7 separate regions of the Mus musculus genome follow, and all the other regions are linked to region 7. Evidence: chromatin contacts called from public ChIA-PET, HiChIP or PLAC-seq, Micro-C and promoter capture Hi-C data. All regions are on one chromosome and are shown on one strand. Each heading gives the region's core, a stretch centred on a gene start, on an enhancer-like site or on the middle of the called end of the contact. The rest is flanking DNA. Distances are from core to core; before and after follow the strand shown. Region 1 has its middle 16 kb from the start of Gm40303. Region 2 has its middle 140 kb from the start of Gm40303. Region 3 has its middle 88 kb from the start of Gm40303. Region 4 has its middle 110 kb from the start of Gm40303. Region 5 holds the start of Sel1l3 (sel-1 suppressor of lin-12-like 3 (C. elegans)). Region 6 has its middle 54 kb from the start of Gm40303. Region 7 holds the start of Stim2 (stromal interaction molecule 2).

Region 1 (3,646 bases), core at 215-2,714, 720 kb before region 7:
TTCAAGAACTGCCTATGGATACTGGGGAGAGGGCTCAGGTTAAGGGAACCAATAGTTTGATTCCCAGCACCACACACTCACGACCCTCTAAATCCAGTCCAGGGTATCTCATGCCCTCTGAGAGCACCAGTCATGAATGTGGTGAACACCCATGTGATATGTGCTCACACAGAAATAAAACTTTAAAAGAAGTGCCTGTGAATGTGCGGCATGTCCATGGTCACTATGGTGACCTCATCCCCTTCTCACGCCATTTTCTTCTCACTTTAGTTTTGGTCTTAGACTGTATGTTAGAGCCTTCATTCAAGATGAGGCATGGCATACATGATATGTATTCAACTGAAAACTCATTTATAGTTAATAGAGATGAAGTAAAATCATACAGATTAATATATTAAAAATACCTTTTTAAAAAACCTTATACTTTTTTACAGTGCTAAAAAACTAGTCTTGAGAAGTACCTAGAATTCTGACTTGTGGCAAGGGATGGAGCTATGGTGTGGACGGAGCTCTGGACGACAATGGTGGCCTTGTTTTAGATACAGCAGTGTTTGGGGATCATTACATTATGGGCTTTACGAGTCTGGTGCACCACTGCATTCTCCCACCTGTCAGCTCGATGCACAGTGGGCACTCCATCGATACTGAGAGATGGTTACCTGGAAGAATGGAGTGGTAGTAAGGACATGGGGTGCCCACCTTTAAATGCCAGGCAGATTTTTTTTTTTCATTTGATTTAGTAGGAGGCATGAAGAAACTTAAGCAGGAAGTTTCCTGAAGACTTCAAAACAAAGCCAGGCTGCTCTCTCTAGAGCAGCCCTAATCATAGATCGTGGTTAGCAGTGTTGTTGGGCTGTTCTTTCCTACCCAGAATGATCAACAGACATGAGAGAAAGATACAAAAGCATTTAGAGTCACTTGACGAAGACGCTGGCTGGCATCTTGCGTCATGGATCTGTTTTATTTCTACTGCAGCTAGTTTCATTACATTTTGCAAAGGTCCCCAGGAGAACGTGAGTTAGAAATAAGACAAGGAGCTAGGGCCGTCGTTCACTTGTCAGTCAGAGTGCTTGCTTGACATACTTGAGGCCCTGTGTTCAATTCCCCGTACTACGAAAGGGTGGGTGTGCTAGCCCACATCTGCATCCAGCCCACATCTGCATCCAGCACACATCTGCATCCAGCCCACATCTGCAATTCCAGCGCAAGAGGATCAGAAGCTCAAGGTCTTGCCTGTTATATAGCAAGTGTGTGGTAGCCCCTGAGTCATGAGATGTATGGGTGGGGCAGGGAAGATAAAGAGGAAGGGAAAGAGGAAAAGGAAAGAAGAGAGAGAGGAAGAAAGAAATGCAAAAGCAGGTGCTCTGGGTTTCAGTCCCAGGAGTCCCAGAAACGCTGTTTGCACAGGAGGGAGGTTCCTCTCCCTGGGCCTGCTGTAGTAGGTAGCATCCCCAGAAACTCTAATGGAAATCCCTTGTTTGCTGTTGTAGTCCTCGCCTGCCAAGAGCAGTGTGGCCGAGGCAGGCCTGGGGTGAGCATGCCCTGGTGAGGTAATGGAGGGAACCCTGGTGCATCCTCCTTTGGCTGGTCCCTGCGTCTCTGAATCAGGGATCTGGGCAGCAGGGGTGAAAGCTGGGTCACCCTTCCTGACCTCTCTGCTGATAGGTGGTAGCTGGACCCATCTAACTGGTCTTCCATGGGAGCTATAAGGAGTTGCCCACTTGACATCTTTGATCCAGAGACTTCTCTGTGGGGCTACAGGCGACCACAGTAAGAGCTGAGGACTCACACTGATTGTCTGAAATTTTTCACATTGAGTTTCTTTTTGCTGTTGCTTCTGGGGTTCTCATAAATTGATAAGCACTTTTTAAAAAATCTGTATGATACTAACAAAAAATCTGGAAGCAGTAGAACCATGTAAGTGTGACGGCCCTGTGATACAGTTATTTTAAATTATGTTTGTATTTTCCTAATGTCTTCCTAATGTTTTAGTATGTATTATTTATAATTATGTGCACATATGCTTCTTCTTGTATATGTTGATGTATGTGTGCTTGTGTTGAACAGCATTAAAGATTTTGAAATATGACCAGTCACCAGTTAATTGCTCACTAGCACATCTACTTATTAAATATTTATTGTGTGCCTAGAAAGCAACAAAGCAATAAAAATAATTACACTTAGAGGCCTTAAAGAAGAGTGGCGCTGGCTAAGCTGGACCGTCACAGATGTTCGCAGCTGTCTTTCCTACCATCTATCCTGTCTTTCCTGGTACTATCTATTCCACCCTCTTCCCTTTTCCCCTTGTGTCCCTGCTATGGATGGAGCTGGCCTTATCCCATGCTGCAGGGGGAAGACAGTCCCCGCTGCCCGTTCAGAACACGGGACCGTCTTCCAGGATTCAATTCAAGATGCGTATGTGATCATCTTGCCAGCCTATTACCTTGTGTAGTCAAATGAATAGTCAGGAGGGTCTCTCGTTCATTGAGTTTGGAGCTTCTGGAAGCCATGTTGGCATACTGAAGCAACTAAGGTCAGAGTCCACTCCGCCAGGCTCTGAGGATATAGCTTACCCTCCTGGACTCACTCGGGTCTGGAGCAAACCGGCTAACGATGAATAAATAAAATCAGTTTTTAAAATCCCCTTTTGTATCAATTTAGACTTGATTATTTTTTCACTTTCCCATACCCTCTTTGGGGTTGTACACAGGCCCTGAACATGTTTAGCAAGTGCTCTACTGAGCTGTATCCCCTGCACCCCACCTCTAGTCCACTTTCACTGTTGAGACGGGAGCTTGCTAAATGGCCCAATCTGGATTTAAATTTGCTCTGTAGCCCAGACAGGTCTTCACAGACAGAACACAGATCTGTACAGAGATGCCAGGTAGCTTTTGCCACTGTAGCAATAGCACAGCGATCTAGACACGTGTCTTCATTTTATATTTTTACTTTAAGCTTTGTCCTGTAATGAATTTCTGTCATCCCCCTTTCTAAAAGGTACCAGAGACCATTTACTCTTCTCTTGATGGCTTGGTGGGTAGACTGATTGGGTCCCCTTCCTGGTCCTTCTTTAGAGGGGCCATTGTTGCTGGTGACATCTTTGGCTTTCCTGGTTTTGTTTTGTGTGTGTGTGTGTGTGTGTGTGTGTGTGTGTGTGTGTGTGTATCTCAGCCTAAGGAGCAGGCTTTTGCTCCCTCCCTGGTTTGTAGCCTCTGGTTCACAGTGAGACTGGAGAGAGCATTTGGCCCATTAAATGAAATCAAATGGCCTCGTGTGAGCTGAGAGGCTCTGGATGGATAAACCACATCAGCTTCCTTTATTTCAGCCGCCCCAAGGTTTTCTGCTTTGTATTCGCTTTTTCCATTTCTTCATCTCTCTGGACAGATAGGGGTCCTGGTTTTTCTATTGTTTGAAATCTTTTTACTATAACAAGATGTTCACACTGAAGGATTGTGGGGGCTTAGGGCTAGAGTGCTGAAATGCTTTATAATTTAGCAAAATTATTCCTTTCTTCTCTCTTTTCTTTCTTTTTTCTTTTTTCTTTTCTTTTTTTATTTTGTAAGAAGGGACTGTACCCCATGGTGGTACTCTGAGCCTCTGACCCCCACCTCACCCTTCCTTTCTAAAACTGCTCCCTTGTTTTGCA
Region 2 (4,041 bases), core at 568-3,067, 600 kb before region 7:
GACTATTTAGTTCTGAGGGTTATGTCTTAAGGAGAGGCACAGTAGAACTCATGATTTCTTGCCATAGGTGGCCTTCTTAGGATTATAGGAAAATTTCAGCTCTCTGTCTTTCTGCTTGTTCCTCCGGGGCAACCCTCAAGTCACCTCAGAAACAAGCCTTGTTTCTATGGAGATTTGTGTAAGGTAAACAGATCTGAAAAGGGGAAGCCCAGACACCCATCCCAACACCCACTCACACCCAGCCCGCTGCCTCAGCAGAAATGTTTCCAAAGAAATGCTTTTCAAAGCTTTCGGGAAGGCCCCCAAATGCTTTCAAAGTTTCTCCTGTATCTCCATTGTCCTACTCTTGAAGTGAGCAATGATTAAAAACAGATAATAATGAACTTCACGTAAGAATGGATCAAAAGTGGAGTCACACAGGTCTCCAGTGTCTAATATAATTAGGCTGATACACTGTTGAGACCAAATGATGGCTTTTCTCTTTCTTTTCCTTTCCTGCATGTGCACATTTATTTGAAGAACTTTGAATACGTAGAAGAGGACAAGAGACCTACTCGGTGTCAGTGTTCATCCAAACAGCTTACTCTATTCTGAAACTCAGGTTTCCCTCTTTTGCTTCCTTGCACCCCATAACATCATTACTTGTAGATATCAAAGAAGAGCTGTGTCTTTGAACGTACACAGAAGTCAAGGCACATAGATCACACTAACTTCACATAACGAGGAGCAGTAATCCCCCTGTCCCTTTCCACTGAATAATACCTTCTTTGGTAAATCCTTTAGAAGTACAAACATGCATCCAATCAACTCCCTTTGAAAACATGCCCCAAATAAATTAGCTGCCTTAGAAACCTATTAACCCAAGCAGCTATTAGGTAATAGACATTTCTAAATTAAACTTAACTTTAGATCTCTCTTCTAGAGATCTTTAAATCTCTAAAGACTTTAGAGCTCTTCAGTGATCATCGATTTATGGGGATGTTAATATTCACTTAAAAGACTAATAACAGAATGGTTTCCTTCTTTCCCTGTCAAACACAAGGGCCGATTTTTGATGAGTGAAAATCACCTCCTATCTTAGCCATAACATCCCCAAGGTGCGACACCTGAAATGACACAGCAGAGACATAAATCACAGAAATAGAAACTCATGAAATGACAGCTGACAGTGGTAGACACTCTTGCTGTTGCTCACACCACATAAGAGAGAGAAAGGGCATCTAATAAGCCTCCATTTGTTTCCCTATGAGTCAGTGATGCAAGCCTTGAGTTTCTCACAGGCCCCATCGAAAAATCTAGAAGCAGAAAGCTTCAGTATTAGATTCACACAGTGGGAAGAAGACTAACAAAAGATTTTTTCTCAAAAAGAAGTCATCTAGATGTCCCTGAGCAGACCAGTTAATGTTACCATCCTCGAGGTGAACACAGAGTCTTAGCTAGAGGATAACAGACAGGGTCCTAGAGTTAACAGAGGAAACGCCCGGGTGCATGACCATAACTATCTTTAGCTACATCCATCCGGGTTAGAGAGAAAGCCTAGGCCACTGATAACAAACATCTCTATTTCCATCTGCTAACATCAGACCCAGAACAGAGAGGCAAGGGGAAACCCAGAGTCTTTCCCTTTGTCTACAAATGTATCTGCTAGATGCATTGCTCGAAGCCTCGAGTAGCCACAAAACCATAGAACCTGCCAAGCCTTGGAGCTGGAAAATTCTAGAAGAGGAAGCTGCTGTTAAAGGGAGTAAAATGACTCGCTTTACCACACTACCCTTCACCGCGTGTGACTTGAATGGAAATAGTCTTTTTCTGACATAAATGAAATCAAACCGAATGAGTGTGCTATGTGTCAGCAGATGCTGCGCCCCATGCAGCTAGCTCATTGCCTAACAGAGGAAATGTGGATTCGTAGAACTAGCTTCCTACTTTGAACACTATTTTTCCTGTAATTGGGTAAGGCCGGGGGCAAACTCTGGTCAGAGCCTGCAGAGATAAAGGGAAGCTGTGCAAACACAGACACATCAACTGCAGGCCCAGTGAAGACTTCCAGAACATGTACCACTGCAGGATGATATTAAGCATGGCCAGCATGGGAGAGGCAGTTTAGACATACAGAACAAGCTTAAGACACATACAACCTTTTCCTTCAGGAACAATCGAAACAACTCTAAGAGATCATCAAAGATCAAGGACAGGACTGAGATGTTCAGGCCTCAAAGCAATTGCCTTGCAAACCTGAGAACCCAAGTTTGATATGTAAAACTCATGTAAAATACATAAATGAACACCACACACACACACACACACACCCCAAATGCAATACTGATCATGATCCCCCCCCCAAAAAAATACTTGTGAAATCATTGGGTATTGGAAAAGTCAAGGGCAGCTTGGCTCATCTGAGAGTCAGTAGGAACTTGGAAGTTTGGGTTGGGGCAACAGGTAGAAGAGAGATGTCCTGGGAATGTCTAAACAGGGACAAAGTTTCTGAGGTGGAAACTAGTGTGCCCCTGAGGAGGCTGGTAGAGAGAGAGTGCCCCGAAAACAGGGTTTGAAGACATATTGGAAAATAGCATTGGATCTGGATCTGTAGGGGATATTACAGCTGAAGTAACCAACCAGAGACAGGGTTCTAGATACAGTTCCTTGGAAACGCCCCTCTCTCTGGGTGTTTGAGATAAATGACAGGTGGGCATCAGCCAGAATCATCCAAGTGTCATGGATTCGCCTTCATATCATGATGGTCCCCAACCTCTGGGCCAGATACTGGTTAAAATGAGCACTGAAGTGACAGCGTCTTCTTTATACCACCACTCCCAAATAGAGAAACTACTACTGTTTTAAAACCCCTTTCTACATCAAAGGTCCTAATTCAGTGTCAAATCTACTAAATATTGATAAAGCTTTGAAAATTCCTTCTCTTTTAACCTTACGCCAACCACCACCACCCTCTCTGCATCGTCCCTCCCTTACCTGTTAACTCTGACTACTGGTCCTTAGATGTCATCCACCTAGCTTGTCACTTGTTGGGTTGGAGCTTGCTGGCTAGGCTAAGCTGGCTGGTTAGTGATGCTCAGGGGGATCCTCCTGCCTCAGCCTTCCTGTGTTGTGACCCCAGCATGTATCACAGCATGTACCACCACACTTGGCCCGTGAACTCTAGAAATGGAACTCAGGTCTCTGCACTTACACTTTGGCAACTGAGCTAATTAGCACTTAAACTTAGCAACTCCTTCTGGGGAAGCCCTGCGGGTGACTTGCTACTATTTCCTCAAACTCTACATGAGAGAAGGGTGTGAGAAGAGGTAAATGGAAGTGCCAAGGGATGGAGGATGGAGTCATCTTCAGTAGGAGACTTATTTCATGGTTAAAGCATGGCTTCCCCAAATGCCTGATCTATACAAATGCTATTTATAATAGTCCTGATTCTAAACTTGGATTCATAGTGAAGTTTGAAGCAAACAGAGCAAAATTCCAGACTGAAGAAAAATTACATCTGGGAAAACCATTTTAAACTAAGACAAACCAAGAAAGAGGAGAGATCGATGCTGAGTCCTTCGTGGGATACCACTCCAACTCTAGACAGGAGAGCTGTCAGGGCCATGGCTTGTGGTAGAAAGATGTGGCTGAATCGGAAGGCTCAGTCTCGTGTAGGGACAACATTAAGGGATGAGAAGGGGGCGGGGGATTGGGTGGAATGGGAGGGTAAGAGGGTGGCTGTGGCCAGGGGAAATGGAGAGGGATAAAGCCTAGAAGCTCACTAATGCCTCTCAGACGTGTATCAGGGCCACCTGACTTCCACTTCTACTTAATGGCCAAATTCACCATGTTATCTTTGTTTGTAAATAAAGATTTATTGGAGCTGAGTCATGCCTGTTATCTATGTCTGCTTTCTGCTTGAACAGTCACTTTTTAGGTCACAGTTTGCTAACCATTGCAATTGATGGTAGCTACAGAAGAGAAGCAAGGGACAGAACAAAGCTGGCAAAGGATCTCTGAGATAACCCCCTGGCCTTCCTTCCACAAAACAAACAACAAACA
Region 3 (3,991 bases), core at 383-2,882, 640 kb before region 7:
AGCGTAGCAAGCTGGACACAGCCAATAGTGGTCCAAAAGCGTGAAGGGATATTTTCAGAAATAAACCATTATAAATTTTTTTGTTTCTTTGTTTTTTGTTTGTTCGTTTTTTTTTTTTTGTTGTTTTTTTGGGGGGGTTTGGTTGGGTTTTTTTTTGTTTGTTTGTTTTGTTTTTTTGTTTTTTGTTTTTTGATTTTTGGCTTTTGGTTTTTCTGTATAGCCCTGGCTGTCCTGGAATTCACTTTGTAGACCAGGCTGGCCTTGAACTCAGAAATCCACCTGCCTCTGCCTCCCGAGTGCTAGAATTAAAGGCATGCGCCACCACGCCCGGCTTCCATTATAAGTTTTAAGTTGCTTGCCGTTCGAGTAGTTCTGGGTAGTACATTTAGAATCTCACAGCATCTGAACCACCTCTCGGGCATGAATTGGCCTGGAGGCAGGGTCTGCCCCTCCTGTTAGCTGACTCCATTTTCAGATTGATAGGCGCATTGTCATAGTGCCAAGGTCCCCGCAACTCTCACTTTCCTTGACCTCATCCTCAGAGAACAAGAGCGGATTGTAGTGGGTTGGGCTGTGCCAAGGAGAAGCCACGCAGGGCTTCTTCTAAGTAGAGAGACGGTAGACATTTTGAGAGAGAGCCCACACTCACAAAATGTTTATTAGGTTATATTATTATAATTGTCTTACTTATTATGAGTTGATTTGTTAATTCTTTCTGGGCATAACAATACTTTATTATTATTAATTTTAGAGTCAGGATTTCCGGTACCTCAGGTGGCCTCAAACTCACTGTGCAGCAGAAGATGACCTTGAACTTCTGACCCTCCCACCTCTAGCTCCTGAGCGATTACAAGCATATGTTGGTACACTGGGTCTTAGGCCATGCTGGAGATGAGCCCAGGGCTAGGTGGAGTTTACCAACTGAGCTAGCCCCAGCTATCTCAGCCTACTTTATAAGCCAAAGCTTATTCATGCTAGGCAAGAGCACTGTCTGGAAGCAGGTGTACCTTAGGGCCCAGATGATCTGCAAGTGTGCACCGCTCCCCCCCCCCCTTCCCCCCATAATGTTCAAGGTTCAAGGAACTTTTTGCTCTCAGGCAAGGGGTGCCACGGCACCAAGTGGCCAGAGCTGATAGGCTCTGGAGCATCAGTCCCTGCCTTCCTGAGGCCACAGAGGCACCCTGTGTGCCAAACTCCACTCTTGATGGGAGCTGCCGGTTGGGGACAAAAAGACAGATTAAATGAAGACCCAAGGAATATGAACCAAAAGAAGGAAGACAAGTTTAATAGATTCCACTCCTCCCCCCCCCCATCTCCGGCACCCCACTAATATTGATCAAGTCAGCAAGTGCAATATCCTGTCTCTGCTCTTTGCTTTTACTCTCAGGAGATAGAGTCTCACTAAGTTGTTAAGACCATCCTCGACCTCCAAATCCTCCTGTCTAGGCTGGGCTTACAGGCCTGCTCCACAGCCACCAGCCTGGCTGACCTGGGTGATTTTAATGGGAATGATCTCAATGAAAAAGTTTACCCCCATGGTGAGTGCAGACAGAGGCTTTGGAACAGGCTGGGCGGCTCGGGAATGAGGAGCAGCTGCCAGCATCTCCCAGGAGGGGGCAGCAACGCCACATGCAAACAGGACCATGACTTCTCTAGGAGGGAGGGTCCCAGAAGAGGAGGGTGGAGCTGGGGAAGTCCTGTCTGTGGCCTCAGCACCTCTCACTCGACCTGCTAGCATCCTTTCTCACCGGCCAGAGTGTATCCCTCCGGAGGACTGCAGGAATTCAGTTTATTACTGTCCCTATGGTCCCCAAAGCTCCAGGGAAGTTGGCTGGGTTGATAGAGGCACAAAGGATCCATGGGAGTCTTTTGCTTGGTTAATCTGGCCTCTTCTGAGCAGTTAAATGCTGAGCAGGTGGTTAAACCTTGGTTGTTTGAGAACCTCCCCCGCCCCCCCCCCCCAACAAAGGGTCCTTCTCCTCTGGAAGCCACCATGCAGTGGGTTATTTGATTTCAGGATGGGCGTGAACTGAGTTCCGAGGAGAAGGAGGAGGAGAAGGAGGAGGAGGAGGAGGAGGAGGAGGAGGAGGAGGAAGAGGAGGAGGAGGAGGAGGAGAAGGAGAAGAAGAAGAAGAAGAAGAAGAAGAAGAAGAAGAAGAAGAAGAAGAAGAAGAAGAAGAAGAAGAAGAAGAAGAAGAAAAGAGCCACACCTATGTTAAAGAGTCCACTGGGCTGATGAACTGATTAAAATGTAACGATTACGAAGAGTTGGAATGCTGTCGATCCAGGCTCCTCTTTGGTTATCTTTGGTCTGCTTAATAGCCTCTTATCATTCCTATCTTTAGTAACATCCTTCCTGTGATCAGGTAAATCCTGCTGGAATACAGGAACCAGAGCTTAACCTTCACCCACCTCCAAACCAAGAATGCTACCAGACAGTGCCTGAGTCCCTAATCCTGTCCTTAGCTATAAAGTTCTCCAAACTGTCTCCACCTTGGGATGCATTATTCTGGGACAAGGGGAACCTGTGTTCCCAGTCCATGGTCACTCGTATTTGAATCATATAAGAATCAATTATCTTCTTCCCTTTGGAGTGGGAGGAACATTTCGTATAGACAGCTGACTCCATTTTCAGATTGATAGGCGCATTGTCATAGTGCCAAGGTCCTCGCAACTCTCACTTTCCTTGACCTCATCCTCAGAGAACAAGAGCGGATTGTAGTGGGTTGGGCTGTGCCAAGGAGAAGCCACGCAGGGCTTCTTCTAAGTAGAGAGACGGTAGACATTTTGAGAGAGAGCCCACACTCACAAAATGTTTATTAGGTTATATTATTATAATTGTCTTACTTTATTATGAGTTGATTTGTTAATTCTTTCTGGGCATAAACAATACTTTATTATTATTATTATTAATTTTAGTGTAAGGTGTGTGTGTGTGTGTGCCTGTGGTGTTTGTATGGTGTGTGTATGTGTGTGTATGTGTATGGTGTTTGTGTGAGGTGTGTGTGAGGTGTGTGTGTGTGTGTGTGTGTGTGTGTGTGTGTGTGTTGGGTAGGGTAATTTGGCTACAGAGGAAGATGGAATAGAGCACTGAGCTCTAGATGAGCATGAAGCAGTCCTGTGAGGGGATCTTGAACATGTGCTTAGTTGAAGGAAGAACGAGGAGTCTGTTGGTCCACCCCGTGAGCATTTCCTTAGGGCCTACTGGGCACGTTTCTTCCTCCCTGTGAGAGGCCAAAGTCCCTTAGAAGGAGACACTCCATCATTCTGAAGTGGAAAGACTGGGTCGGAGAATGTGTAGGCCGCAGAGGGAGAGGATGAGTGGTGAGGACAGGTCTCACTGGTGTGAGATGAGAAAGGCCTTCCTGAGATGGGAGAGCTAGTGGGGGCATGGCTGCTATTTCTGTGTTGCACGGGTTACAAATCTCTTCTTGGCCTGGAAGCCTTCAAGTCGGGGAGATGTCTCATGAGCCAGCCGTCCTCTCTTGGTGACTCAGCCTCCACTGGGCTCTAAAACTCTTCTGTGTATGTGCACTGGCTTTGCCGGCTGAAAAATCTACCTCTTAAATTGGTTCAAAGGTTGCCTTGTCTTACAACAGCAAGCCTGTGGTGGGCCTAGGATCTATTTTCGGGGAGAAGCCACACGCCAGTGGATTACTTCCAGGCTGACCCCTTCGGCTCCAGGTCTGTGCTGACAGCTTCCTGGGTTCCCCTGGAGCCGTTTGTGAAAGACTTCTAGATACCCATCTGCCTTTAGGGAAGAATGACTGGAGAGCCACGGGGTGGGGGTGGGGGCAAGGGAGAGGCCAACCCATCCCCTGTGCACAGGCTCTCAAATTGGTTGCAGGGAGAATTCCAAGGGAGAGCCTTGGACAATGTTCACCCCTGCCTGCATTTCTAAGGAGGATCATGTGGGGGCTGGCAAGTTGACTCATCCCTGATAGCCCATAGCAAGCCTGAAAATCTGAGTTTGATCCTCAGGACCCACAGA
Region 4 (3,965 bases), core at 1,412-3,911, 620 kb before region 7:
GAAGAAAAACCCATCTTCTCACAAAGAAGATGTAGTGAAGGAGATGGGGCTGAGCCCAGGGTATCATTTAGGAGGCAGCTGCAGGGATGCAGGGCCCTGCATTGAGACAGCAGCTAGATAAGTGAGTAGTTGGGGATAAAGCTGGAGGGGGCAGGGTTTGGGAAAAGATAATGAACAGTTTATACACTTGGGCTGGCACCCTTTCGCTTCACCTGCTTCTACCTGGGCATGCACCACGGCGTTTCCTTCCCTGGGTCTTCCTTTCACATGCATGGCATCTAAGTTTTCTTGAGGGCAAAATCGGTCCGATCTAATAAGGGTTTTTCCATCCACTTAATTATTTTTCTGAGCGTGCAAGGTAACCGAGAGTCTGAGAGTAAGCCACACAAAGGCTGGACGTAGCTTTGTCTTAGTTTTGATTTGTTTTTAAAGCCTGGTTCAGAGTTGCGTCTAGAAAGAGTATGGGAAAGAAAGAAGAATGAATGGGAGGAAGAGACAGAAGAGAAGGGAATAACAGGAGATTCTGGCAGATATTTTGAGTTACACAAGTCAAGCCATTGAAAGAGGGGACAAGAGGACAAATGAATGAACAGGGCATGGGATAGCACGGAGACCATGAGTCCTCCAGCGCTGCACAGGTAAGCAAGAGTGAGCAGCCGATAGAGGCTAAGCAGGTGTTTAAGGCCTTGGCAGAGAGCCAGCACTGACCACAGGAAGTCTTCCCTGGAGTGTGAGGGAGGACAAAAAAGAGGCCCCTTTATAGTCCAACAGGGATGGAGGAATAAGTTAAATGACACCACGGGACATTCTATATGACATCTAGACTGATTTTAAACACAAGCATCAGCGAAGGAGGAACACGTGGATCCCAAGAGCTTGCTGACTGGAAAAGGTCAGCTTCCGGTCCAGAGAGAGACCCTATTTCCAGGAAAACAGCAGAGAGTGATACAGAGGGACACTTGATGTCCTGCGCTGGCATTGGCGTTTGCATGGGACCCACATTCACACAGGCATGCGCATTCACTACACACATAGACGATACGTATGCATGTGCTCACACACACACACACAGAGTCAATTTACTTTACATAAAAATAAGTTAAGAGGCTGAATGGCAAAAATACTTTTGATTGGATCCATACAAACATTGTATCTAACTGTGCAGCCGTTAAGGGAAACAAACTCATGAAGAGAGGCATGAAAAGAAGTCCTCAAAGAACGACCCTGCCTGGCCTTTTGAAGGTGTAATAAGGCAGCCAGCATGGCTAGGCTGGAGGAGATGAAAAAAACTGGGGGAAGGTAGAAAGCTCAGATCTTGAAAACCCCTCTAAGGACTTTGGGCTTGACCACTTTTAGCATGTTGAGTTTGGAATAGCTATTTGATGGGTGTGGAGATGCTGAGCAGGAAGCAGGCTCTGCAAGCCTGCGATTCAGGGGACGAGCTAGGAAAAGTCATAAAAATTTGAAAGTTTCACCACATTAGATGATCTCAAAGCCATTAGACTGGGTGAGATCATCAAGGGAATGAGCAGAAAGAAAAGGCCCAAAGGGTGAGAGCCAGGCCACTCTGCGGCAAGAGGTCAGGAGAAGAGGGAACAGCCGAGGTAACTGTGAAGGGCTGGCTAGGATGAAGGAGGGGGTGTCCACCTCCCACTGGAAGTGTATGTATCTTGTTCTTGACTTCCTTTGACAAAATGGGGTCCACTGAGACAGGGGCATTGATGAGGCTCCAGACCAGCAAGTACCCACGGGTAGAAATAACTGCTCTTGAGCTTGGTAGTGACTGAACCAGCCTGGATGGAGTGAGTGTGGGAGAGATTCTGAAGGGGCTGACTGAGTACAGTGAGAAGATACGTTTGGACAGGAGAAGAGACCTGGGAACAATGCCCGGAGGGAACTGGGATAAGGAGAAGCTCTGGCTTTTTCAATTGCTTTCCTTTTCTTTTCTTTTCTTTTCTTTTCTTTTCTTTTCTTTTCTTTTCTTTCCTTTTCAAAGATTTATTTTACTTATATGAATACACTGTAGCTGTCTTCAGACACACCAGAAGAGGGCACAGGATCCTATTACAGATGGTTGTAAGCCACCATGTGGTTGCTGGGAATTGAACTCAGGACCTCTGGAAGAGCAGTCAGTGCTCTTAACCACTGAGCCATCTCTCCAGCCCTCAATGTATTTCTGTTTTGCTTTGATCCTAGAGCTAAGACAGCCAGTGTAACTGGAGATGGGCTTGATGGGGGGATGAAGGAATGAGCGAATGAGTGAGTTAATGAGTAAAGGTTCAGGGTCAAGTAGGGGCTCTCTTTTCCATGGGGGAGATCTGAGAAAGTTTATATAGCAAAAGAGAAGTTCAGGAGAAGATAACGCCCTCGGGGAAGGATAGAAATACCTCAAAGGGCCCTCTCCGTTCTACTCTCCTGTTGACACCAGTATCTGGCCCTCCCATCAGCCACTTAGCCTGGAGCCCAATTAGGGCAAAGACTCAAATTCTTCCCGCCATGGCCCCATGAAGTCTGGCTTCAGGGCTGCAGCCCATTTGGAAACCGGTCTTCAGTTCATTTGTGTGTTTTTTCAATTTGATTATTAAGTGCCGTTTAACACGGGCAAGGGGAAGGCCTGTTTTCATTCCTCAATTCGCCTTCCTCTCTGGCCTGCATGCCTCCCTAGTGAGTAATGGGGAGGGCTGCTTTTCTGGAACACGAGGGGAAACTTCCAGCAAATTGCAAAAGCATGTCTCTTCCTTGAAAAATCCTTTCACACTTGTTTAGTGCTGGGTTTGTAAAGTTCAGGAAAAGCCTCCGTAAACAGGCTCTGAATGGCCCTGCGTTTCTCTGCTCTCCTGGAGAACTTTCCTTTTTTCTCCTAAGGTGGTCTCTGGCCTGAAGGGATGGTAATGGAAGCAGAAAGAGCAGAGGGTAGTGGTATATCCCTCAGAAGGATAAACACACTTTAGAGCTGTCAGGACAGCAGGCTGGAGGAGCCCAGGAGGGGCCCCATGCCACCATCCCTCAGTCCCCACATGGCTGGGATAGCAAGGAAGACAGAAAGCTAACTAATAAGGTCCAGGAAGAGTATGACATTCTTCATATAGGAGCTTGCAATGCAAGGGGAGGAAATGGGAGACTGGGACAATAATGAATGTCAGAATTGCCTACAAAGGGTTCTGCCTAAAAGTCAGAGGCGGCTTTTAGTCCTCTGGCTTTCTCTGCACCATCTGTATTCCTCTAGCCAGAGAAATGCAGAGTTCTGAAAGAGGATGAGTGAGGAGCTCCACTCCTGCAGAGATACACTCATTCTTCCTTGGGCTGTTGACAGACAAGGTGGCTTTCTAAAAGGTAGGCAGGCAAGGATAGAGGGTGGGGCTCCTGGTAGCCAGTGGAGACCATTGGGGTCACTTCCAGAGCAAACCAGGGGAGGCGCTGTAAGAGCTCTGTGGGCAGTGCTCTAGTAACAGGCCTTCCTGTCAGTTACTGATCTAATCTCTGTTACTGTGACCAATTGGTCCCAGTCCATGAAAGGCTGCCTCTGCAGTGCATCTGTTACTGGTCCTCTTGGTCCACCACTGACATAGCAGGAAAAGTGGCCCCACCCACCTAATTCCCATTTCTCTGTCTTCTTTTTGAGTGTCCTACGCATTTTCTTTCTCATCCATACCAAACAAACAAACAAAAAAAAACAAACAAACAAACAAAAATGCTCAAGAAGAAATTGGGCATGGTTGTGCATGCCAGTAATCCCAGCACTTGGGATGTGGAGCTAGAGGGATCAGGAATTCAAAACCAACCTCTATGTAGCAAGTTCAAGGTCAGTCAGGACTACATGAAACCCACAGTCAAAACAACATCAAGAACAGGAACAGGAACTAAGAAAAGGCAGGTTGTGCTGTTGGGACAAAGACCTGAAATGGGCCAGGAGACTGAAGATGGGGGAGGGGGGCAGGGATATCAGGAAAGGGACAACAGAGTGT
Region 5 (4,040 bases), core at 1,519-4,018, 790 kb before region 7:
GGCTTTCACCATGAGCTTCTGTCTAGACGTTCTGCTCCACCTGCCTGCCTCTATCTCCCTCCCAGCCAGTCAGTTCCGCCAGGAGGCATTCCTTGATCAAGGAGAACCCACACAGTAACACATCACATCTTCATTGTTTCCCGGTCTCACACATACACAGTCACTCACACAACACACACACACATACACACACACACACACACATTCTCTCTCCCTCCCTCTCTCTCTCATTCAGTGTGTGTGTGTGTGTGTGTGAGAGAGAGAGAGAGAGAGAGAGAGAGAGAGAGAGAGATAGACTTTTACATTTTACATTTTCCCCAGTTCACACCCCAAGCCTAGAAGCCCCACCCTCCACAAGTATCTCAGGTATAGTGTACCAGAGGAGCACACGGCTGGCCATTCAGAACAAACTGTGGAGGCCGCCTCTGGAATCCAGCTTTAGCTTAGATGGGCAAACCTCTCTCAGTCAGTGATGCGCGGCTCTCTTGCTCATTCAAGTGTCTGATATCCTGCTATCAGACGCTGCTTCTTCCCCCACCCCAGAAGGAAGCACTCAAGCAGGGACCCTGATAGGTGCCTCTGTGATCTTCTTATATCCACCCCTCACCCAGCTACCTAGATGTCTGTCCATGTTGTTCTCTCCACATCACGGGTCCAGCACCTCACTTTCCTCAGTCGCTCCTGTTGAAACTTGGATCCTTTCTCCTCTTGGCTCTGTCCCTATAAACCCCCATTGGAGAGCATGGAGCTTCTGTCTCTGCCACGTCAGCCTTTACGTCTTTACACTTGTTACTCTGATTTTGTCGGCTGTCAAGAAGTGCCCCTCCCCCAACCAGGCCTTGAGAGTCTCACGTGGAACTTTCCAGATCATCTTAATGGAACTATTTCATGGACTGCTCAACTCCATAAATTCTGGCTGTGCACTAACCAGCAGTGCTCTGTATGCAGGATCATCTGTTTAAACAAAACCCCCCGTCATCTGACATGGCAGCTTTATTTATGAGTCTGTGTACTGTAACCCCGTGGCATAAATATTAAATAATAACATCCCTTGGGCAAAAAAAAAAAAAATCATACCCATTACGTTACCTGGCATCTTCTTATGAAAATATAAAGTAAACCCAACCACACACACACACACACACACACACACACACACACACACACACACACACGGTATTAGTTAATCCTAAGGAACAAGTATATAAGAAAGGATTGTTCAACAGGTAGAGAGAGGGGCACAATTAATATTTGCATTTTTACACTGCCTTGCTTCAAGAAATGAAAGAGTCAAGAAGTAAAGAGTGTTGAAAACAACAGCAAACTTGCATAGGTGACAAGTTTCTTCAAACCTAAATTTCAAGCCCTGTCAGCACCTCCTTAGCAGGTGAGCTTAGAAGACGACCAGAATCCAAACACCGTCAGTGCACATGAACGGGGTTCTGGACAATGACATTGCTCGTTTTTTAAGCATTCTGTGAATTTCCTATTACATCAGTTTCATGATTCAGCATTTTCCTTTTCATTTATTTACAGTAATATTCGGCGAGATAACCTAAGCTTTCCGCAGGATCCTGGAACATAAGGTAGGCTGGGCAGCAAGGGTGTAGCCTTCTGTAAATTTACTATTGCTCAGAACTCAGGAACAAATGGGAGAGAGCAAGTCAGCCAAAGAACTGGGAAATAGCTCCTCACCTTACTCTGAGGGTCTCATTTTCTCTGGTATTTAAAATAGGTGACTGCCATCTAGTTTGTAAGTCTAACAGAAGGCAAGAAGTGTGCAAATTGCAAACTGTGCATAAGCCAAACGCAGCTCTGAAACGACAGCGTTCAAGACGCAACTAAAGTCACCACTCTGGCGGTAAGCGTGGTACAAAGAAGTAGATTTCATTCTGGCACCCGCAACTTGGCTGGAGTGACCAAGGAGTTGAGAAAGAGCCTCTGGAAATGCGATGTGCGGTGGCACAGAACCGTCTGGACGGAAAGAACCCGATGCAAACTCAAAGGAGGGTCGGGGTGGGGGGTGGGGGCAGGAAAAAGGAGAAGTTGGGCACACGGAGCAAAGGAGCTTCAAGAAGGTGAATGAAAAGCCTAGGACAGGTGGGGACAGGGCTGGGGAGCCACGATCCAAGGGGCGGGAAGCAAATGCAGGGTAGGGAGGGTCCAACGTCGCTGGGGACAAGAAGGGTACTCTAGGGGAACCTAGCCCTGGTCTCCAGCAAGGCGATGAGGAAGAGGAATGACTCCAGCGAGAGTAGCCCGCAAGTCCGGTCCACGCACCCGGGTACTCATCCCAAGGGCTGGGAGCGCCCGGGACGCAGTGGCAAGGAAAAGAGACAAACTCGCGGCGACGTCCCCACCTCCTGCGGTTGGGGTCCCAGGCCACCCCCACCCCGTCCCCAGGGCCCGCGCAGAAGGAAGGACCCTAATAGGGTCCGGCGCTCACCAGGTAGCAGAGAAAGAGCAATGCGCTGGTAGGGCGGCCGCCGAGGCCCGGGGAGACACCGCGGCTCGGGGGGACCATGGCTGCGGCCGGGGGACCGAAAGCGGGCGGCGGGGGCTGCTGCTGCTGCTGCTGCTGTCGCCGCCGTGGCCACCAAAGCCCCGCGCCGCGCCACTGCATGGCGAGGCCGCCCGGATCCCGGCCGGAACAGGTCACCTGGTGCAGGGACCGGCCCCCGCCCGAGGCGCCACCTTCCCTCCCGCCCCCGGCCGGCGGCCCGCCGCGCGCGGGGCCACCTGCCGCTGCCACCGGACCCGCCGCCGCCACCGCCGCCACCGCCGCTCCCGCCGCCGCCCCCGCAGCCCCAACCGAGCGCCGGCTCCTCCCCGCTCGCAGTCCCGTCCCCTCCCTCCCTCGGCCTCCCTGCCCAGCCCGCCTCCCTGGTCGTTCCCTCCGAACCCACGACGTCCACCCCTCCTGGCCGTAGGCGCCCACACAGGTGGGGACCTCGTGGTCCCGCCCCCCACCCCGGCCGCTGTTCGCCCCCGGGTCCGCGGGGCTCTCGGTCGCCCCCCCCATCCCTTTCTCTTGCTTCCTCCTCCGCCCCTTCCGCGCCCTTGCAGTCCGCGATCCCCCCCCCCCACCCCTTCTACTACCCACTTTCTCCGTTTCCTCCACGTCCTTTCTCCCCAACTCCCTCCCTTCTCCATCTCTCTCTCCCGCATCTCTAGCGGGTGCCCACCCTGCTGCTTGCCTCTCATTCCCACTTCGCGCCCCAGCACTAGACAGTGAGGTTTGTTTGGTGGCTTGGGGGTGGAGGGGTAGTGGTGGCCCGGGCGCCATTCCGGCAGGGCGGGGGCCGAGAGTGCTTTCTTGGAGTTGAGCCACGCAGCCGCTTGGCTTCTAATCCTTAGGGATGGATTTTGACCCCTGCTAACCTCCACCTGTCACCTGCAGGGCTTGGGGCTGCTTTCCTGCTTGCAGGTTTAGAGCCCAGGCTGTGCCCCACCCTGCCGCCTGATTGGCGACTCGTTCTGGATGTTTCCCCAGGGTTTTGTGCGGTGTGGCCGCTGCTGCCTCCGCGCTCTTTGTTTTAATTGTCTGGAGTATTGGCGCCCAGAGCGGGTTTGTATTTGATTTGCATCCCTGAGCTCTGGCTTCCACTTGGACGAGGAGAAAATGAATTAATTAGGCCAGTACAATCGTACCCAAGCCCCAAATGAAAGGAGGTGAGGCCCTTGAAGTGCGCAAACAGCTTTTTTTTTTTTTTGAAAATCAGGACACATCCTAGGTTTTGGGGAGGCAAGGTGAGACTGGATGTTAGTAGACCTGGGTTCTGGAGCCACTGGCAGGTGACATGAGACTCGTGGACAGGGCAAGCAACTCGGGCTTGCCCTGTAGTTCCAGGAAGTGCTTGGCTGTCCTGCTGCTGAGAAGACTGCTTGTGAGCCAAGGGCTGGTGTCCTGAGATAGTTAACCCATGTTGAAAAGTTTGTCCCTTTGGCACTGATGTGGATGTGTGTGGATGGGAACTATTAATAGATTGGAAGCCAAGGAACACAACCCTTTCCCTGAGGAGTTGTCACTACTGTGGTCC
Region 6 (3,939 bases), core at 194-2,693, 680 kb before region 7:
CTCCTCAGAAGCTGACCAATGACCCCAAAGGCCACCTCTTGAGAAGTGTCCCTGGCCGCTAAGCCGGTGTGACCTATTCTATTGTCCCTTTCAGTGACTGCTTCGGGTTAAGTGCCCTTCCAGAAATCAAGCTGAAATTTACCCACCACTATCGTAGCACTGAAGAGATCCTTGAAGTGGTTGGTGATCAGGCTACGAGGGCTCTGCAGTTGTGAACCGATTCAGTTTGTTTTTGAGAGAGAGTGGGCTCCTGAACAAAAGATGGGTTTGGACCCTTTTCCTCTCTGTGTCTCTTAGATGGTCACTTATGTTTCTCCAGTACCAAGGCAGTGCCTGGCACATTGCAGGCTCTTCAGAGTGGTGGCTTCTTAGTGACATGACTGCAGCAGAAGAGTAGGCTATTGGCAACAAAAGAAGCTCCCTGCCGACAATAGGAAACTGGGGTCATTCGGTGCTTCACTGTCTTCCCAGTGACTGACAGAAAACAAAGTAAACACTGATGCCTGTCTATTCAGAGAATGGAAGAGGAAAGAGATGCAAGACAGACAGTCACCAGAGAGGTCAAGAAGGCTGCAGTTAAACCCAAGCTAGGGGATGCTATAAACCTGGGGAAGGAAGAAGAGTCTTATGACCCAGGAGGCTGTGGGAGCTGCTGGGGCCAGAAGATGGGAGCAGAGGCCATGAGCCAGACTCACTCGGAAAGCCAGGGACTCAGCTGATGAACAAGGCTAGCATCAAGGAGGGCAGGGGTGGCAGACAGATCACTTCGGACTGTGAATTAGTCAGTTGCCAGGTGAAAGGGACACGTTTTCTTCCAGGCCGTATGCATCGGAGATTTCACTAATGAATGATCTTCAAGTGTGGCATGGTGAGAACTATTGAATTTAACTCTTTTCCCTTCGAACCCTCCAGCATCACCAATGATCCTAGGCTCCACAAAGGCCAAGGGGAGCCTTGAAATAACTTCTTCTCAGGCAATTAAACCACATCCAATTTTGTAGGTTGAAGAATTTCAGGGGATCCTATTACCACCATCTTTGGGCCCGGAGGCCAACCTTTTCTCATAAAAGCTAACTGTCTTGTAAGAGAAGCTGCCATATGGGTGATAAAGCAGATGTGTTCTCTACCTGTTCTGGACTCTTTGAGCTGCTCATTGGTTGCTAAGTAGCTTCAGCCTGTCTCTTTGGGGAGGGTGGGGGGATGGAGATTTCAAGGATCTTCGCAGAAGCTCTGTGCCCCGGGCATCATACCCCACCCCCACCTCTGTGGCAGGAGCCAGGTTCTTTTATACAGGTCAGTACCTTTTATTCCATTTCAAAAGTCTAAGTCTGAAAAATCAAAACACCTCAGGAGATGTGAGGCAGCTGGTTTAGATTAATACATAAGTACAAATGACTGAGTGCAGACCTTTTGTCCCTGCAAGGCAGAACTTTAAAAGCAAGGAGAGGTGGGGGCTGGCGTGGGGAAACAGAAAACACTGCTCAGCCCAGCCCCAGCTCTTTCCTTACTGCCCGGTGGGTCTTGGAACAAGTTCATTAGCAAACAGCGAAAGCAAGCTGCAGTAGCCAGCTCTGGCTGGTCACAGCTTCCTGGGTGGCCTTGTCTCACCCCCAATTAATGTAGCCTTTCCTTCCCACATCATGGTCCCTTCTGTACCTGACTTTCACTTTCTATGGGCATCTTTGGTGGGTGGGTGTGTGGGGGGTAGATGTCCAACTCCCCATTCGCATAGTACTATGGTATGGATATTATATGTCTCCAAAAGGCTCCTCCTGTGCTCGAAGCTTGGTCCCCAGGGTGTTGACATGCAAATGCTTTGAGAGGTGAGATCTAGGAGACGGTGACAATTAGACATTGGGGGTTCCATCTCTGCCAGGTTTTGAAGATACCAAGGAATCTTTGCTGAGATACCCTTGCTAAGTTGTGCAGAGCCTCCAGCCACCGTGAGGAGGAGGCAAATAAGCCTTTTTACCTTTTAAGTTACAAGCCTCAGGCTTTACGCTAAAGCAATACAAAGTGGTCTATGGTGCAGGGTAAAAGCTATCATTTACTTCTTTAGTCACTCTCCCTTCTCTTCCCCTGCCTCTAAAGATCCCAGAGAGTGAGAGCCTAGAGGGTAGGGACCAATCCTGTGTTCCGCAGGTCACAGTGAGGGGATCAGCAAGTTTCTCTTGGATTACTTCTATTAAAGGAAATCTTCCAACTCTTGGAAGCAAACGAGCCTAGGACTGAGTGACTTGCGGTCCTTCCGAATGGATGAATTACAGCTGTTCATCCTTACAGGGGTCCTCAGGGGTGGTCCTACACATGCTTTCTGAATGTTCTTTCAATGTCTTTAGGAGAGTTTCCCCACTCCTTGCAGAAGAAAGCCAGATACTGAGTATGCTGTGTTAGCACACAGCTTTCCATCCTGCATAAATGCCAATGGCCGGATTCCCTTGCTAGCAGGGAAAGCCTAGGGTTGTGTTGCTGTCACGTATGATACACTGAGAACCAGTTTTGTGCCTACGCCAGCAAGCTAATTTTAACATTTCTTTCCTTCCTTCCTTTCTTTTTTTTTTTTTTGCATAAACATCTAAAATATTATTTAAATAAGCTTCGCCTTCAACCTAGTTTCCCTGTTATTTTCAATGAGATCAATAACACATTGACATGCATCCACTTTATACGTTGTAAAAGCCGTGTCTTTCAGCTCCTTGGAAACTGTGTTTTGATATCTCACAGGAATTGTGAAGTGCCTAAATAATAGTAGCCCCCACTGTGTTTTCTTAAGACCTGGACCCCACGCTGACATTTTCTATGCCATCTCTCTAGTCCTCACTGGGGCTTGTGAAGGGGATCTTTATTTCATTAGCGAGCTCTGTGGCTCAGAAGAGTCCAGCAATGTGCCCAGGCTGGGCACAGAACTTTACTCTCTCTGGTCCCCAGGATAGCCCCAGAGCACGGAACCCATGATCCTGCATTTTTAGAAAATCAAGGCTTATTTACCTGGTAAATGGCTCAGTCAGGTCTGGGAACCCGACATTCACCTACTTCTATTTCATCAACCAGGTGACCTCTGAGAAGTCCGCGGTTCCTGGCACAGTAGAGACACCGTTGTTGGGAGTCAAGAGATGCGGGAGTAGGCTGAGACTCTTAGATAGCTCCATGGCAACGTATGCATCTCCTCCTTGATCCATAGAACATGGAGACTACTGCCTAAGAACGTAGCTGCTGGTCCCTAAAACATCAGGGACCGGAAATGAGGGATGAACCAGAAATGAATTGAGGATAGTCAGTGACCATTGCTGTGGTGTGTGTTGTGATTTTGGGAAGAGGAAGTCTATTGGGGAGAGTATGGGGAAAAGGTTTGCTGTTGATGTTGTTGTTGTTGTTGTTTTGAGGCAGGGTCTCATAGAGCCCAGGTTGATCTTAAATTTGCCAGGTAGCAAGGATGGCTTTGAACTCATTTTCCTGCCACCGCCCCCCCCCCCCCATCTCTCTGGTTCTGGAATTACAGATGTGGAACGCCACATCTGGCTTCAAAAATGCCTTTTTCAAAGAGAAGGAAAAAAAAGGAAAGAAAAGAAAAAGATTGCATGGTGATGTCTGTACAGAACCGAGGAGCAAGCCCAATCCAGTGCAGCGCCCTCTACAGACCCCTGTGGGACACAGGCCCCCTCTAGGAATGAGCAGAGCAGACTGGTGTTTCTGACGGTTCTGCTCAGCACTTCTGTCCGTAGTGTTTCAATCCATCGCAAAGGGCTACAGACAGGTGCTTAAACAATGGAAACCGATTTTCTCACAGTGCTCAAAGTGAAAACGTAAGGTCTTGGCAGGATGCACTTCTATCGCCGTCTCTCCCTGGCCTGTAGACGGCATCTTTCCTTGCGACTTCCCAGGGTCTTCTATCTGTGTGTCATGTCCTAACGTCTCCTCACAAGCCCAGCAGACAGGCCG
Region 7 (3,938 bases), core at 240-2,739:
TCCGGTGCCTAGCAGTTCTGTCTACTCAGCAAACACAAGGCTTCACTGCCTTTCAGCAAGCAAAATAGAAACTTACTGTTGCCCGGTAAGGAACGGCCCCACCCTCCAACATAATGCCCCTAAGAAGTATGTCAAGAAATAATTGTGGTTGATTAGCCTTGTTATTATTCCTGATTCTTTTCTGCAGTGTGCATCTTCCTCTTCCACTACCCGACATTCTTTTGGTCAAGCTTCCTAAGGAATTGTTATGTATTTGACTTCTTGACTTCTGGAACAAACTGATCTAAACTGCAAGCCAACAACAAAATCCAACAGTAGTCAGACCTATGTTCTTAACAATCCTAGCTTCGAGTTCTTAAATATGTGTGTGTGTTCAACACCTCCTTTTACATTTCAAAGGTTTTCTGAAGAAATGCTTTGATATGGGTCTCTGAGGTATGTAGCTTGCCTCTGAGTGCCATTTACCTGGGTCACATCCTGAGGACTCCTACCACAATTGAAACAAAATAAAAAAACAGCCAACAACAATAACAACAACATAGTCCCATTGCAATGGTAGCATCTACTTGAAGAAATAGATTCCGGTTCTTTTCCCCTTTTAGATCAATTGGATCTGGAGCAGAATTGCAAGAGCATCCACAAAACTGCTTCATTGCAGATAAGCAAAATGGTCAAGTCTATGTTGTAGTTGGGGCAACCTGTTCAGCTGGCAGTCTATAGAAGTGGTGGTTTGGCAGATGAGTGGCAGTGACTGCCTTCAGTGTCAGCATGGAAAATAGTAAGAAGCTAGAGCACATTATTCGAACATTTCCATTCAGTAGTTGATAAATCGGGCCATGTCCATTTATTAGCTATGGGCCGGTGGGTTGGTTAAGCTATTTTAACATTTCAGCGCTTGGGTTTCGTCACATGTAAAATGGCGATGAGATTGAGTTACACTATGCCACTGTAAATTGCTTAGAGAAATTCCTAGCACTCTGGCACAAGGTATGCGCTTTGCCAAATGTTTGTCAAGTAAATACAAAGCTAGGCTGGGTTTCCCTCCGCTTCTACAAAGCTGGCAACCGGTAACCCCCACCAACATCCAAGTTAGGGGAGGCCGCTGTTTCCCACTGCAAGGTTTTTTTTGACCCACGGGGTTAAAGCACTCAGAGGATCTGCGACGTCGATACGCTTTATCCAGGTCTCCAGGCTGCCCATCATCAGATCACGGCGTGGGCGAGACTCACTCCTTCCTCCCGCTCAGCTTCTCTGGCTCCTGAAGCACAGCCTGGGCGGCTGTCCCACGCCCCGCCTATCGGTCTGGGAACGCCCCTAGGGGCGGGGCCCACGACCACGCACGCGCAGTGCCGCGGCGTTGCGCCTGCGCCGTGGCGGGGCTGAGGGAGGCGGGGGATTGGTATGAGAGCGAGTGTGTGAGGGGAGGGAGGTGGCCCGGCCGAGCGTGGTACTACGGCGGGCGCGGGCCGGAGGGGGCGGGGGGATGCGCCGCGGCGGCGGCGCGGGCGCTGGGCTGGGGCTTGGCCGCGCCAGAGCAGCGGATCCCGGTGTCGCCGCGGCAGCTGCGCGGGTGTCGCGCTGGGTCGGAAGACGCCGTACCACTGCGCTCCCCCACTTTTTTTTTTTTTTTTTTTTTTAAATAACCGGAACCAATGAACGCGGCGGCGAGCCGAGCTTCGCGGGCCGCCGGTGAAGGGAGCGGGTCAGCACCCGGCGGGAGTCCGCTTCCGAGGCGGCCGGGCCCCGGGCAGCTGGCGGTGAGCGAGTGGCCGGCGGCTCCTGTGAGCGCTCCTCCCGCCGTGGCACCGGGCCGGGCCTCGGGCCGCCCTCTCCGGCGGCGCTGGGCAGCAATGCTGCTCTTCGGGTTGTTGGTGGCCGGCGTGGCGGACGGATGCGATCTGGTGCCCCGGCACCTCCGCGGGCGGCGCGCGTCGGGATCGGCCGGAGCGGCGGCGTCTCCTTCGGCTGCGGCTGCGGGCGAGCGCCAGGCGCTGCTGACAGGTGAGGCCCGTGCGGGCGACGGGCAGGCTTGGCGGGACTCCCGGCAGGACCCCATCCCCCGAGAGGGCGCCTAGCGGTTGCCTTGGCGCCGGTCGTCGCACTTCGGACGCCTTCCTAGTCCACCGACTGGCGCCTCTACTGTGCTTTCTTCGCCCTTAGTGGGCTCCTGCGAGCTTCCCAGCTGAGCAATGCAGTGGTTTCTCTTTCGTGCTGCCGAAGGGACCAGTGGGGTCTGTAGGGGACTGGGCTCATTTCCCCTCTTCCCAAAGCCGCCAAAGAAAGTAGGCGGCGGCAGCAGCAGCAGCAATGCGGTATGGAGTTGGCCCCTGTTGCCTTTGCAAAGGCGGCTGGCAGCTTCTTACCGATCGAGAGCCGGGCTGAGCGCCCTGTCCCAGGGGAAGCTGCTGAAGAGATTCTTTGAGAGCCACAGCACCTAGTGGCACTAGTGGTTCTGTGTTAGTATGAAGAAACGTCAAAGTCTGGTGTGTTTTTGTGGGGGTACGAGGACGCTTTAAGGGATGGAAAGTATATGCTGTTTGAGAGCATCACTGGGTGACAAAGGGTGCAGAAAGCGCAGCAGGTAACCAGAAACACACCTACAATTTACCAAGTGCAGGATATTTGTGACGTGGATTTGGGCAGCATAGTTCTGATGGAGTGCACCAGTACCTTTTTTAAACACAGAACGTTCTAGCACTTACTGAAAACTTGCAAATATGTTTGGTAAGGTTAAGTAGAAAATTGTATGCTTTTACAGCCTTCGTTGTCTTATATAACTGATCTGGTGTGGTTTAAGCAGTGATGTAAAGGTCCTGAAATGATTTCCTGGGGCACAGTGCTGGAGGTAGAGTAACTTATTTTTCTTGCTGCTGTGTTTATTTTTAAGGTAGATCTCTAGGTTTTCTGGAAGAACAGCAGGATTAAAGAGGAATAAGATGATTCACTGTTAATTTAACTGCAGTGGTAGCCCAACAGGCGTCTGGGAGTTACTAACAGCTGCTCAGCAAAGTGTTCAGGAGTCTTTAGATCATAGCAGCTTTCCTCTGAGTTCTGTGACAGGCTATTTCCTGTTGCAGACAGAAGAAGGATGTCGGTAAGCATTGTCAGGCACTTTGAGAGTTGGAGGGTATAGAGCATAATGATTAGCATACTCAAGGTACTCAAAAAACTTACCAGATCCTGGTCAGTTGAACCAGGCAAGTCATCACTGGTTGCCTTGGATAAAGGATTATAGAATGATCTTTAGGGACGTAGTATGTAGGGAGGGATATATTGGGTGGTTTCATGCTCAAATAGTTATTTTCTAACAAAAATATGGCAAGTGTGGAAGGGAACAGTGTTAAACTAGTTAAAACCTACACTAGAGTGTAGGTTGAGGGCTTATTGTCTCCCCTAGGAGTGGAACGTTAGCTTCTAAATGGTATAGTAGTGTGGGTCCCCCCACCTCTTTGGCAGAAATGTTTGATTACATAATGCCTTAACAAATGTGATTGACAGAGAGGCAAGTGATCTAGAACTTTGGTGTTTATTGACTCTTCAAGCAAGTATGTTTTACTGAGAACATCAAGAAATCAGCGCAGATGGACTTCTAATAAGCTGTAACCCTTTTAATTTTCTCTGTAGTTATTTATGGCACAGTTGAAAAGACGCAGTGATTCTTAGTGGGAAAGATCATCACACAAAGTGAAGTTGTGCTGTCGTGCTTTTTAATAAATTTGCTGAAATGTTGACCTCGGAATTATTTCTGTTTATAAAAGATCTCTTTTTTTCCCCTTATGTTCAAATATTAATTTTAAAACGTTAAACATTTCCACTTAAAGTTTCAGATTTTACAACTGCTCAGTATCTAAGTTGAATAATAGAATTTTAATAAGTTTATGAAAATACAGTCAGCAGGGCTGGTGTTTAGGGAAATGTAGATTGAAAAATGACTTGTG

The links. Promoter capture Hi-C pulls out the DNA fragments that hold promoters and counts their contacts. A called contact is a pair of places that touch in the nucleus more often than the background predicts. ChIA-PET counts read pairs in DNA pulled down with a chosen protein or histone mark. HiChIP or PLAC-seq counts read pairs in DNA pulled down with a chosen protein or histone mark.
Region 1: an H3K4me3 HiChIP or PLAC-seq map of pro-B cells shows a contact between it and region 7, with 2.5 times the contacts expected there. The contact joins the enhancer-like site here to the promoter of Stim2 in region 7. A contact is called at or near these places in 7 of 39 promoter capture datasets (the 3T3-L1 cell line, the C10 cell line, cranial neural crest and 3 more), 3 of 484 Hi-C or Micro-C datasets (Sertoli cells, cardiomyocytes and forebrain), 6 of 115 datasets of contacts at active chromatin or transcription factors (bone marrow-derived macrophages, embryonic stem cells, pro-B cells and 1 more) and 1 of 9 other capture datasets (embryonic stem cells).
Region 2: an RNA polymerase II ChIA-PET map of effector CD8 T cells shows a contact between it and region 7, with 14 read pairs. The contact joins the enhancer-like site here to the promoter of Stim2 in region 7. A contact is called at or near these places in 2 of 39 promoter capture datasets (the HPC-7 cell line and neural stem cells), 1 of 484 Hi-C or Micro-C datasets (CD4 T cells) and 5 of 115 datasets of contacts at active chromatin or transcription factors (CD8 T cells, bone marrow-derived macrophages, effector CD8 T cells and 2 more).
Region 3: a contact with region 7 is called in a promoter capture Hi-C map of embryonic stem cells, with 5 times the contacts expected there. The contact joins the enhancer-like site here to the promoter of Stim2 in region 7. A contact is called at or near these places in 13 of 39 promoter capture datasets (the 3T3-L1 cell line, the C10 cell line, the HPC-7 cell line and 6 more), 1 of 15 datasets of contacts at CTCF or cohesin (pro-B cells), 10 of 484 Hi-C or Micro-C datasets (the C2C12 cell line, Th1 cells, cerebellum and 3 more), 23 of 115 datasets of contacts at active chromatin or transcription factors (CD8 T cells, the NIH/3T3 cell line, acute myeloid leukemia and 13 more) and 1 of 9 other capture datasets (embryonic stem cells).
Region 4: an H3K4me3 HiChIP or PLAC-seq map of bone marrow-derived macrophages shows a contact between it and region 7, with 4 times the contacts expected there. The contact joins the enhancer-like site here to the promoter of Stim2 in region 7. A contact is called at or near these places in 2 of 39 promoter capture datasets (cranial neural crest and hippocampal neurons), 1 of 484 Hi-C or Micro-C datasets (muscle stem cells), 8 of 115 datasets of contacts at active chromatin or transcription factors (bone marrow-derived dendritic cells, bone marrow-derived macrophages, embryonic forebrain and 5 more) and 1 of 9 other capture datasets (embryonic stem cells).
Region 5: a Micro-C map of embryonic stem cells shows a contact between it and region 7, with 7 times the contacts expected there. The contact joins the promoter of Sel1l3 here to the promoter of Stim2 in region 7. A contact is called at or near these places in 4 of 39 promoter capture datasets (the C10 cell line, embryonic stem cells, liver and 1 more), 4 of 484 Hi-C or Micro-C datasets (all in embryonic stem cells) and 6 of 115 datasets of contacts at active chromatin or transcription factors (embryonic stem cells, large pre-B cells, pancreatic cancer cells and 1 more).
Region 6: a contact with region 7 is called in an H3K4me3 HiChIP or PLAC-seq map of embryonic limb bud, with 4 times the contacts expected there. The contact joins the enhancer-like site here to the promoter of Stim2 in region 7. A contact is called at or near these places in 12 of 39 promoter capture datasets (the 3T3-L1 cell line, the C10 cell line, cranial neural crest and 5 more), 1 of 15 datasets of contacts at CTCF or cohesin (embryonic stem cells), 2 of 484 Hi-C or Micro-C datasets (embryonic fibroblasts and forebrain), 13 of 115 datasets of contacts at active chromatin or transcription factors (the NIH/3T3 cell line, bone marrow-derived macrophages, embryonic forebrain and 3 more) and 1 of 9 other capture datasets (embryonic stem cells).

What each region holds. Positions count from the first base shown.
Region 1 is chr5:53,281,422-53,285,067 of GRCm38.p6, forward strand. No RefSeq gene overlaps it. Among named protein-coding and RNA genes, the nearest start is that of Gm40303, 16 kb to the left of the region's middle. Within about 2 kb of position 1,465, at least 15 of the 459 cell types and tissues checked have an H3K27ac peak or open chromatin away from gene starts, as enhancers often do. A contact at or near this core is called in pro-B cells, where this site is marked.
Region 2 is chr5:53,401,069-53,405,109 of GRCm38.p6, forward strand. No RefSeq gene overlaps it. Among named protein-coding and RNA genes, the nearest start is that of Gm40303, 140 kb to the left of the region's middle. Within about 2 kb of position 1,818, at least 109 of the 459 cell types and tissues checked have an H3K27ac peak or open chromatin away from gene starts, as enhancers often do. A contact at or near this core is called in CD8 T cells, the HPC-7 cell line, bone marrow-derived macrophages and 3 more, where this site is marked.
Region 3 is chr5:53,353,624-53,357,614 of GRCm38.p6, forward strand. No RefSeq gene overlaps it. Among named protein-coding and RNA genes, the nearest start is that of Gm40303, 88 kb to the left of the region's middle. Within about 2 kb of position 1,633, at least 46 of the 459 cell types and tissues checked have an H3K27ac peak or open chromatin away from gene starts, as enhancers often do. A contact at or near this core is called in CD8 T cells, bone marrow-derived macrophages, cerebral cortex and 4 more, where this site is marked.
Region 4 is chr5:53,374,465-53,378,429 of GRCm38.p6, forward strand. No RefSeq gene overlaps it. Among named protein-coding and RNA genes, the nearest start is that of Gm40303, 110 kb to the left of the region's middle. Within about 2 kb of position 2,662, at least 104 of the 459 cell types and tissues checked have an H3K27ac peak or open chromatin away from gene starts, as enhancers often do. A contact at or near this core is called in bone marrow-derived macrophages, microglia and muscle stem cells, where this site is marked.
Region 5 is chr5:53,210,684-53,214,723 of GRCm38.p6, forward strand. Sel1l3 (sel-1 suppressor of lin-12-like 3 (C. elegans)) reads right to left here and starts at 2,769. Exons shown (of 24, transcript NM_172710.3): 1 at 2,447-2,769. The coding sequence starts at 2,623.
Region 6 is chr5:53,319,033-53,322,971 of GRCm38.p6, forward strand. No RefSeq gene overlaps it. Among named protein-coding and RNA genes, the nearest start is that of Gm40303, 54 kb to the left of the region's middle. Within about 2 kb of position 1,444, at least 8 of the 459 cell types and tissues checked have an H3K27ac peak or open chromatin away from gene starts, as enhancers often do. A contact at or near this core is called in embryonic limb bud, where this site is marked.
Region 7 is chr5:53,997,034-54,000,971 of GRCm38.p6, forward strand. Stim2 (stromal interaction molecule 2) reads left to right here and starts at 1,490. Exons shown (of 12, transcript NM_001081103.2): 1 at 1,490-2,001. The coding sequence starts at 1,851.